Linked DNA regions of Mus musculus: region 1 is linked to region 2. A link is a contact called in public HiChIP or PLAC-seq data. All regions are on one chromosome and are shown on one strand. Each heading gives the region's core, a stretch centred on a gene start, on an enhancer-like site or on the middle of the called end of the contact. The rest is flanking DNA. Distances are from core to core; before and after follow the strand shown.

Region 1 (4,094 bases), core at 1,353-3,852, 340 kb before region 2:
GCTGAAAAGTTAGGGGGTACAGGAATGTTTGGGTGGGCGTATTGCCTAGGTGGATCACCTTACCTATTACAGCTGGTAAGCATGTCCTAATTTACTTTGGCTGCAACTTAAAGTTACAGTCCCCGGGGAGAGCTGGGAATATCCGAAGCTTTCCCCAGTCCCACCTTTTGAAGTTAATTTTTATTCAAGTCTGGCTTTAATGGAATATGTGTCATGGAGTTATGAAAGGTTTTTTTTTTTTATTTTTTTAAAGCCCTATCTCTGAGTTCAGAAAATTATATTTAATAATCGCCAAAAACTTCAGAACCAGTTTTATAGTGGCTCTTTTGATCATGATTTAATGAAAAGTATCCAAAAGCTATCAGTGTGACTCTAATGATAGTCACAAATGAATGTTTGGGCCTAATCTGGAGTTTGCTTTTAGATGTCATTATTAATGTGGAAGGCCTAAATTATGGCTGCTCTTGGGCATTCAGAACTTCTCCTATGAAAAGAAGGGCCTTGCACATTGTGTGGAAGAGGGGGATTCACAGATGAATATAGAGTCTAAAGTGGTGAAAGAGCCTGGCCATTGTTTGTGCGGAATGTTGACAAAGGGAGCCAAGGGGCAGTTTTCCCCTTCTGCAGGAGAACACAACAGGGATGGGAACCAGCCTGGCATTCATCTGCCTTGGTCAGGCATGGAAATTTGGCCAGCTTCCCTTCCTGAGTTTTTCTTAGAAGGTGGTCTTACTGGACTCCAGGAGAATACATGCTTTGGTTCTTAGCAGTCTGCATTCTTTTTGAGGAAAGATTACAAGGGCAAATAGAAGCAGTTTCCGAGAAAAGCATTAAGAATGACAACTCCCTCACCCCCCCCCCCCTTTCAAATGTGATCTTAGGAGAACACTATCTATACAGTGCCAGACACTGAGGCAACTGAAATCCCAGGAAGGACCTGACTTTGTGTTTAATTCCTCCCTGTGCTCCGGCTTTGCCTTTAGGGACCGGATCCTATACTTGACTATTTGCTATAGGGCCTGCCTGTTTGTGGCTCCTGCTGTTATTTCTGAAAAGGCTTCTTTGAGTCTTCATTCTCAGAGCCTTTCCTCGCACTTCCACGTGGGACCCATGATGGCTCAGGTGACAGGCATTCCTGGTACCTCGTAAAAATCTCCATCCAAACTGGAACCATGTGGGTAATTGTCTATTCCCAGGGCTGCGTCTACCTGGTATTTAGCAATGTGCACTCATAATTTTGAGGCCCCCTGGCAGTTTCCATCCACCAAGCTTGGTCCCCTGTGGGTGCTTAGAAGTGCCCGGCTTGAGCTGTAGGCCTAACGTAGATTTAACAGTTGGCTGCTAGAGTGGACTTAAATTTCATAGAAATTGTGATAAAATGGTTGGGTTCTGACTAATGGGGCAAGCAGTCATGCTAGTTTTAAAAGGAATTGTGACTTCTGTCCTAAGTACTAGAACTTTCCTTTCTCATCCCCCAAGCTGGGTGGTGTTTGGAGGATGTTAATCCTAAATTGCAGGTGACTGGGTTTGTCTAGACCTCAGGTGGCCAGGAAAACCCTGGTGAAGATGTCTGTGTGGGGGTGAGCTTTTGTAAACTAGAAAAGGAAATAATACCTTACCCTATGTTTGTTTGTTTGTTTGTTTTTTGGTCTAGTCTAATGTAACAAAGGCTAGACTTGAATTCCTTCCTTGTTTCTACCTCACAAGTGCAGAGATTACAGACATGCAATGAACCCCTTACCTGGTTTATGGTGTTGATTTTTTTTTTTTTTTTCCTTTCTGGATTCTGGTCAGCATGTGCTTCTTTCTTCTTGTATTACAACATCCTAATTATGATTTACACTGCTTGGCTTAAAGATTGTTTGCTAGGAGATAAGAAAGCAGTGGCTCTGGGTATTACTGGAGCAGCCCATAGTGAGGCCTGCTCAGATGATGTGGAAAATAGCACCAGGCTTCCTTCTCAGGCCTCATTGTGGCTCTGCTCCCATCATGCCTCTTGTTATCTCAGGAGGAACAAAAACTTTATTATTGAAGTCATGGAATCCTAGGAAGTTTGTCTGGAAGGAACTAAGAGACCAAGCTCATGGCCTAATGGGATACTTTGTTTTTCTTGGTCCTATTATGAAAGTTAAAAAAAATTAATATGGAGGCCAGCAAAATATTGCTTTATGGGTGCGAACGGGCATAATGAAACCTGGAACTGTGTTTACACCTGATCGGAAGAGAGGAGTAGGAGGGGCAAGGGGCAGCAGGTGAAAATGACTTGCTGGAGAGGATCTCTGTACTTTCCCTTTAAATGAACCCTAGTTGTGACTATTCTCGCTGATGGAGAATTTTAGTGTGTTCTACTCGAGTCCAAATAAAGTGCTTCACTGCTAGCTCTTAACGCCTCGCACACGGTGAAACGCTGGTGTGCTTACACTCAGATCTGCCTGCCTTAAAACCCAAGTCTTGGGATGGTTGAAAGAAAGAGGTTAACATCCTGAACCCCCAACTCCCATTTCCACTCCAAAAGTGCCCTCGGCGGTCACGTGACCTTGCATAATCCAGGAAGGGCGCTGCTGGTTCCTCGAGAGAGGGGTTTGCTGTTGGAACAGCTTGGCCAGATAGGACCGGATCGTGCAAGCTCCAGGCACTGGCATAGCTTGAATGACCACTGGAGCCCCGTGTTTAGGAGTTTCCAAACACCAGAAACCCAGGTGGAGGCCGAGTCTAATGGGCTTCATTAGGAAGATGCCCTTTCATTTTCTTTCCTAATGGAGTGGACGACGGATATTTTAAGTTTCATGTTTCCCTACCTTCTCTAGATGTTATCCTAATCTGCACTGCTGGCTGGATAGCCTCTCTGCCTTTTGGAGCTGGTGGCTCAGGTGCGTGCCATGGTCAGATATTGTCCGGAGAGCACCCATCGCTTTCTTTTGTTGCTCTAAGATCTGGTGATGAATGTCACTTGGATAGAGTGATTTTTTTTTTTAAGTGCATCAGATGTCCATATGCATATATGAATGTTACAAGTAAGATCTGGGAGTGTTTTTTTATCTTAAAAACAGTTCACAGCCATTAATCTTCACGAGGCTCTGCGAGCTGGGTAAATACAATAATTCCTGTTTATTGCAAGGAAGAAATAGAGTCGCTTTTTCCAAGTCACGGAGGGGCTGGGTGTTTTTTTTTTTTTCCCTATCCTTGTTCCGGTAGAGCAGAGTTGGGCCCTCCAGGACCCTCTGCCTTCTACCCAGTCGGACACCAACTTCCGGTGTCCTGAGCGACCTTCCAGGCGGGCAAGAGAGGCTGGGTCTAAGAGGAAGGTCTCGGTCACACCTGGCCCCGCCCCGGGAGGGGGCGTGGTCTGGATGGGAAGTGAGGGGAAGGAGCGTGGGGGGCCTTTCATTTGGCTTTTGAGGATCTGGAATCTCAGGACTCCAAGTGGGCTTCTAGCCCCTGGGGTGTGTGCACCTGGCGACCCCGCCCGTCTATCTCTGTGCCCAGGGTGAGGCATCCGACCCGGGGAAAACTCCCCTGGTCCGGGCCTTTTCACTTGCTAATCTAAACAGCAGGGAAGTGTTGGAAGGTGATGGTAATAGACCCTGTGCCCCAGCCCCCACTTCCTTCCTCCTGCCGCTTCCCTCTCACCAGCTGGCCTCCATGGCCTGGAGGGAGCTGCGGGCGGGGTGACTTGAGATTCCTTGGTGGGGAGGACATTCAAGTGGGCCCCCAACTTCAGCTCAGCTGAGCCAGGTGCTTGGCGGGACCCTGTCCTGAACACTTTTCTGCCCACAGTGATCCTGACCCAATGTTTCTGACCTGGGGGGGAGGGGTCAAGATGTTTCTAGCGCCTCCATTAGGCTTTCAGGGCGAAAGGCCCACAGGGGTACAGGGGTATCATCCCTGTGGCAGGTTTGCTGTGCAGTAAGTTCTAAAGTGCTGTTTTATTTGCTCTACAAACGGCCATAGAGCTTGACACATAACTGCCAGGACTGAGACCTACCATTTCCGCCAACTGCTGCGGGTGTTTGTTATGGTGGCCGCTCAGGGGCCTGGGGATCTTAGCCGGAGGTGCTGGGCACTAGGGGGAGGGGCAGCGGGATCTAGACTTG
Region 2 (4,164 bases), core at 243-2,742:
GCTAGGTTTCAGTCTTGTCACCCACCCTCCTGGAATCACCTGTCCCTTATTCTCTGGAAAGAGGTCTTCTTACACTGGTCTAGGTCGCTGGACAGGGACCAGCATTCCCTGATGGGGTTCTTTGAGCCTGTGTTACTTACTGGTCGAAAGAATCCTCGGCAACTTGAGATTGTGCCAAGCTCTGCTGGTCTGGATTAGCCTCTCCAGGTCTATATATACCCAGACTCGAAGAAGCTGCTGCGATTTAGCCTAATTCCATAAGTGTGTGCTGAGCTCAACTTGTTCAAGGGATTGTGCTGAGGCATGTAAAGGGCAGAGACTCTTCCAGCTGATCCCAGAAGCCAGCTCCAGCCACAGCTCCTGGGAGCCACCATGTTGCAGAATAAAGTCTGCATTCAGCGTGGCTCTCAGAGCTCAGGGTCTTTCCAGCTCTCTGTCCTGCAGCATGGCTGCCAGAGTGCATACCATTCCCCATATCGTGTTCTGACTGCTTCATTACAACCGTTTTTAAAGGCCACACAGCCTTCAGCCATACAACTCTACTGTAGTTTATTTAGCCAGTCCCCTGTGAGTGGGCAGCCAGGGTGTTCCTGCCCTGGGCTCCGTGCAGGGGAGGCTTTAATACCCCCCTCCCCCCCACACACACACTGCCCTTCCCCCTGCTCTCAGCTTGTATATAGTGCTGCCACTTTTCAGAGCTGTGAGGGCAGGAGTGAGGCCACATTCCTTTCTTCTCCAGACCTTTGGCCATTTACTGACCACTCGGGTACACAGGTGCTTATAGTACTCCACCCCAAGTGCTGCCTCTGCCAGCTCCCCTTTGTAGGGGCTAAAGTGGGGTTGGAGCTGGTAAGAGTACGGATGCCCATTTTTCAGCTTTGTGCAGAGCTGTGGCTGGAAGGGCTGTCATGTTTCCATGGCAACAGATCTCCATAGTCTTGCTTTTACTGGCCTCCCAGTTTCAGCAGAGGGATGGACCCTGATACAGCCAGGCCCCTGCTGGTGGAATTTAAGTCAGCTGCAAAGGATGACTGGATGTCCACCCCTGGAAAGAGGGTTGGGACTCCTCCATGAAACTGGCGGTAGTAGCTGCTGTCAGTGATTTCTCAGATGAACCGGACACAGAGGAAAACGCTTGACCTCTGCTTCCCTAGGATACAATAACCTTAAGGGCAGCTAGAGTTATTTCTTATTTATCAAGAGGGAAGGAAACTGGGCCCCACAGAGAAATCAATATATTTCAAGAGGGAAGATTCCAACCCAAATATGCTGGTCTTAGGCTCCGAGTTTATGACCACCAAGGCTAGCAGTCACCTCCGAGAAGGAAATGCTGAGTTTACTTCTCAGGCCTTGTGCCAATGGCTGCCTGCCCTAGAGCTGAATTGAGGTTCACACCCAGAAGGTGATGGCTGCCATCAGGCCTCCCCTGCTGAGGCAGCACAAAGGGCCCTTTTGAAGGGCGAATCCAGGGGCACCCCTCCTGGCCTGTTCCTGATCCAAGCCTGCAGGGGGCCAGTGGGCACTTCTGGCCCTGCTGTTGAGCCAGAACTAGGCGGAATGGTTTGACATTCTTTCCTTAAACACATCACACTTGGTTGGGACACACAGTTTGTAGACTGATGTGGTACTGAAGCATGAAGCAGGTCTCCTAGCGCCACGGGGGACTCTTGACCACCACCCCCCCCCCCCCCGCCTCCTTTCCTGAACAGTCAAGCTTTATAAATGCATTGACTACCCTCCTCCCCACCCCTGATTTTGCACTTTGGATGAACCTTGTTTTCGAAGAAGTTAGAAGGTTGGTTTCCTGTGCTCACCAGCCGGCCTGTAATAGCAGAGTCAGGAGCACCACTGTAAAGTCCAGTGGAAGTAAACAGGAGAACATGGCTGACAAGCTGGATGGGAAGTGAATGCCAGGTGCCATCTACTTTCACACAGCAGCTTCTAAAACATTAGTGCTGAACAGTCCGTTTTTAATCACAGATTAGAAGCCGCTTTTCTTTTTCTTTATTGCTATGATTACCGTTATTTTTTAGATTTTGATGGTGATCTTCCAGTCCTTCTGTCCATGTGACTTTCCTTTGAAGGTCAAATCGCAGGCTGATAGGGATGGGGTATTAAGATCAGGGAAGTCACCTTGTAAGGAGTGGCTTTTCAGACCTGTGCAGTGTCTTCCTTTGCTTGGTGGGACGTCATGAACAAGGAGGCTGCCTGATGATCTTTGGCAAGTGATAGTGCCGAGGAGGTCTGGGCAGTCGCTCATAGGTCACTTGGTGTGGCCCACTCTGGGGAAAGGGACAAAACCACAACTGTTAAGGATGGGACACGTGTCTTTAAATAGACCTTCCTGATTTGTTTGTAGCAGTTTTCCTAAGAAGGTAGATGAGGTAAGCCAGTGGCCAGCTCTGCATCCCCTGCCCCCTTTGATATTGGATGTGGGGATGAGGAATATTGATCCTTTGCCAGTCTAAACTTGTCCTAATGTGAGCTCGGTGTGCCTGCAAAAGCCAGCCCAGCCAGTGATAAGATGCTGGATTGCCAGGAACCACATATTGCTAGCACCTCAGAACCTGTGGTCTTGAAGATGTCTCGTGGGTCCAAATTTGTTGCTGTCTCTGGCAGAGCATTGGCTATATTAGATGTCTAAGGCTAGCTGGGGTGTGTGTGTGTTTGTGTGTGTGTGTTTGTGTGTGTGTGTGAGAGAGAGAGAGAGAGAGAGAGAGAGAGAGATCTAAGAAAGTGATTCTTGCCCTTGGTGACCTCCCAGAGTGCACCTCCTTTAGTAAGGATATGGTTCCATCCCTGTGGAGTTCTCTGCATTACACCTGAGGCTTTCCTAGTGCTGAGCCCGTTGCTTGTCTTTTTGTCTTTCCAGGCCGTTGACTACTTTTGGCCATTCCCAGAGGCCAGTCTGAGCAACTGATGGGGAGCTGTTTCTAGTGACCTCACTCTCCGGAATGCCCAGGTATCACTGTTAATCAAGTCTTCCCCGCTGAAGATGGCCTGTGCCCAGCCTGGGATGCAGCCCAGTTCCTGAGGTCCTTACCATGGTGATGATCCTAAGGAGAAGCCTCATCAACCAGGGAGCTGACTCTGGAGCACACAGGACCTTCATCCCTGAACTGGTGAGGACCTCAAGCACTGCATTTCTTTCTCCTCCTTTGTGGCATTGGGGTGCAGGGAGGGCTTGTGGTGTGGCTGTGGATGGGCATCTGGGCCTAACAACTTGGAAGTGAGCAGAGCTCTGTGAGAGGGTCGAGGCTGGGACTGTGTGCAAAGGAGCAGAGTGTAGATTTGTACTCAGGGAGACAATAGCTGGATCCAGGTTAGAGCCGATTTGACGGGGTAGGAAGGTCACGCCAGAGGCGGCTCAGAGTAGCCCAGCACTCTGTTCACCTCCACCTCAAGAGAGAGGTGGCTGGCGTCCAGGATGAGGGTGCCAGAGGACGAGCCGAGATAAGGCTGTCTCAAAGGGCAGTGCCGCATGAGAGCCACCACCTGAGGGTCGAGAGTGGTAGATTAGAGAGAAAGGAAGCGCAATTTGGCAGTAAGGTGGCAAGTCCAGCTGCCCTCTGACTGCATGTCTCGTCACCTACCCTCCTCGAATCACCCATTTGTTTGCCCTCTACCAGGTGGTGATGGGCTTCACACTCAGCCCTTTGGTGGGCTTCCTTTCCTTGTCTCATGCTGGCCAATACCACATTGTGACGGCTGAAGCCCCTTCCCCAGGGAGTTTGGTGAAATACTTGGGACCTGCACGTGTTCTGTAGGCTTTCACAAGTGCGTGTCCCGTGGACTGGCATGGGCCAGCAGGGTTGAGGAACCAGTGTAACTTGGAGCTGAGTAACTTGCCCTGTTTGTGTAGAGTAGCTCCCAGTCTAGAGGTAGGATCTACCAAGCATGCATACAGTGGCCCTTTAAGGGCCATTAATGCCAATTCATAGCTGATACCCTGTTGAGATCCAGGTGTGCTGAGGAGGATGGCGGGTCTATAGGCATATCAGAACCTCACAGAACTGGGGTGCTGGGTGTGGCCTCTGAGGCTGAAAAGAAGTGGCTTAGCAACCACTGGGCCCAGTATGACTTTCCAAACATATAGTTGAGAGCTGAGACCTGCAGCAGGGCAGTGACTGCCTCAGCACCCACTTCTTCACCTCATTCCCACCC

Evidence for each region. HiChIP or PLAC-seq counts read pairs in DNA pulled down with a chosen protein or histone mark.
Region 1: an H3K27ac HiChIP or PLAC-seq map of embryonic stem cells shows a contact between it and region 2, with 5 read pairs. The contact joins two enhancer-like sites. A contact is called at or near these places in 3 of 115 datasets of contacts at active chromatin or transcription factors (bone marrow-derived macrophages, embryonic stem cells and pancreatic cancer cells) and 1 of 9 other capture datasets (liver).

What each region holds. Positions count from the first base shown.
Region 1 is chr7:133,114,564-133,118,657 of GRCm38.p6, reverse strand. It overlaps a transcript of Ctbp2 not described here. Among named protein-coding and RNA genes, the nearest start is that of Gm35364, 6.9 kb to the left of the region's middle. Within about 2 kb of position 2,602, at least 57 of the 459 cell types and tissues checked have an H3K27ac peak or open chromatin away from gene starts, as enhancers often do. A contact at or near this core is called in embryonic stem cells, where this site is marked.
Region 2 is chr7:132,778,094-132,782,257 of GRCm38.p6, reverse strand. It overlaps Fam53b (family with sequence similarity 53, member B), which reads left to right. Exons shown (of 5, transcript NM_001381858.1): 2 at 2,873-3,122. The coding sequence starts at 3,045. Among named protein-coding and RNA genes, the nearest start is that of Fam53b, 34 kb to the left of the region's middle. Within about 2 kb of position 1,492, at least 93 of the 459 cell types and tissues checked have an H3K27ac peak or open chromatin away from gene starts, as enhancers often do. A contact at or near this core is called in embryonic stem cells, where this site is marked.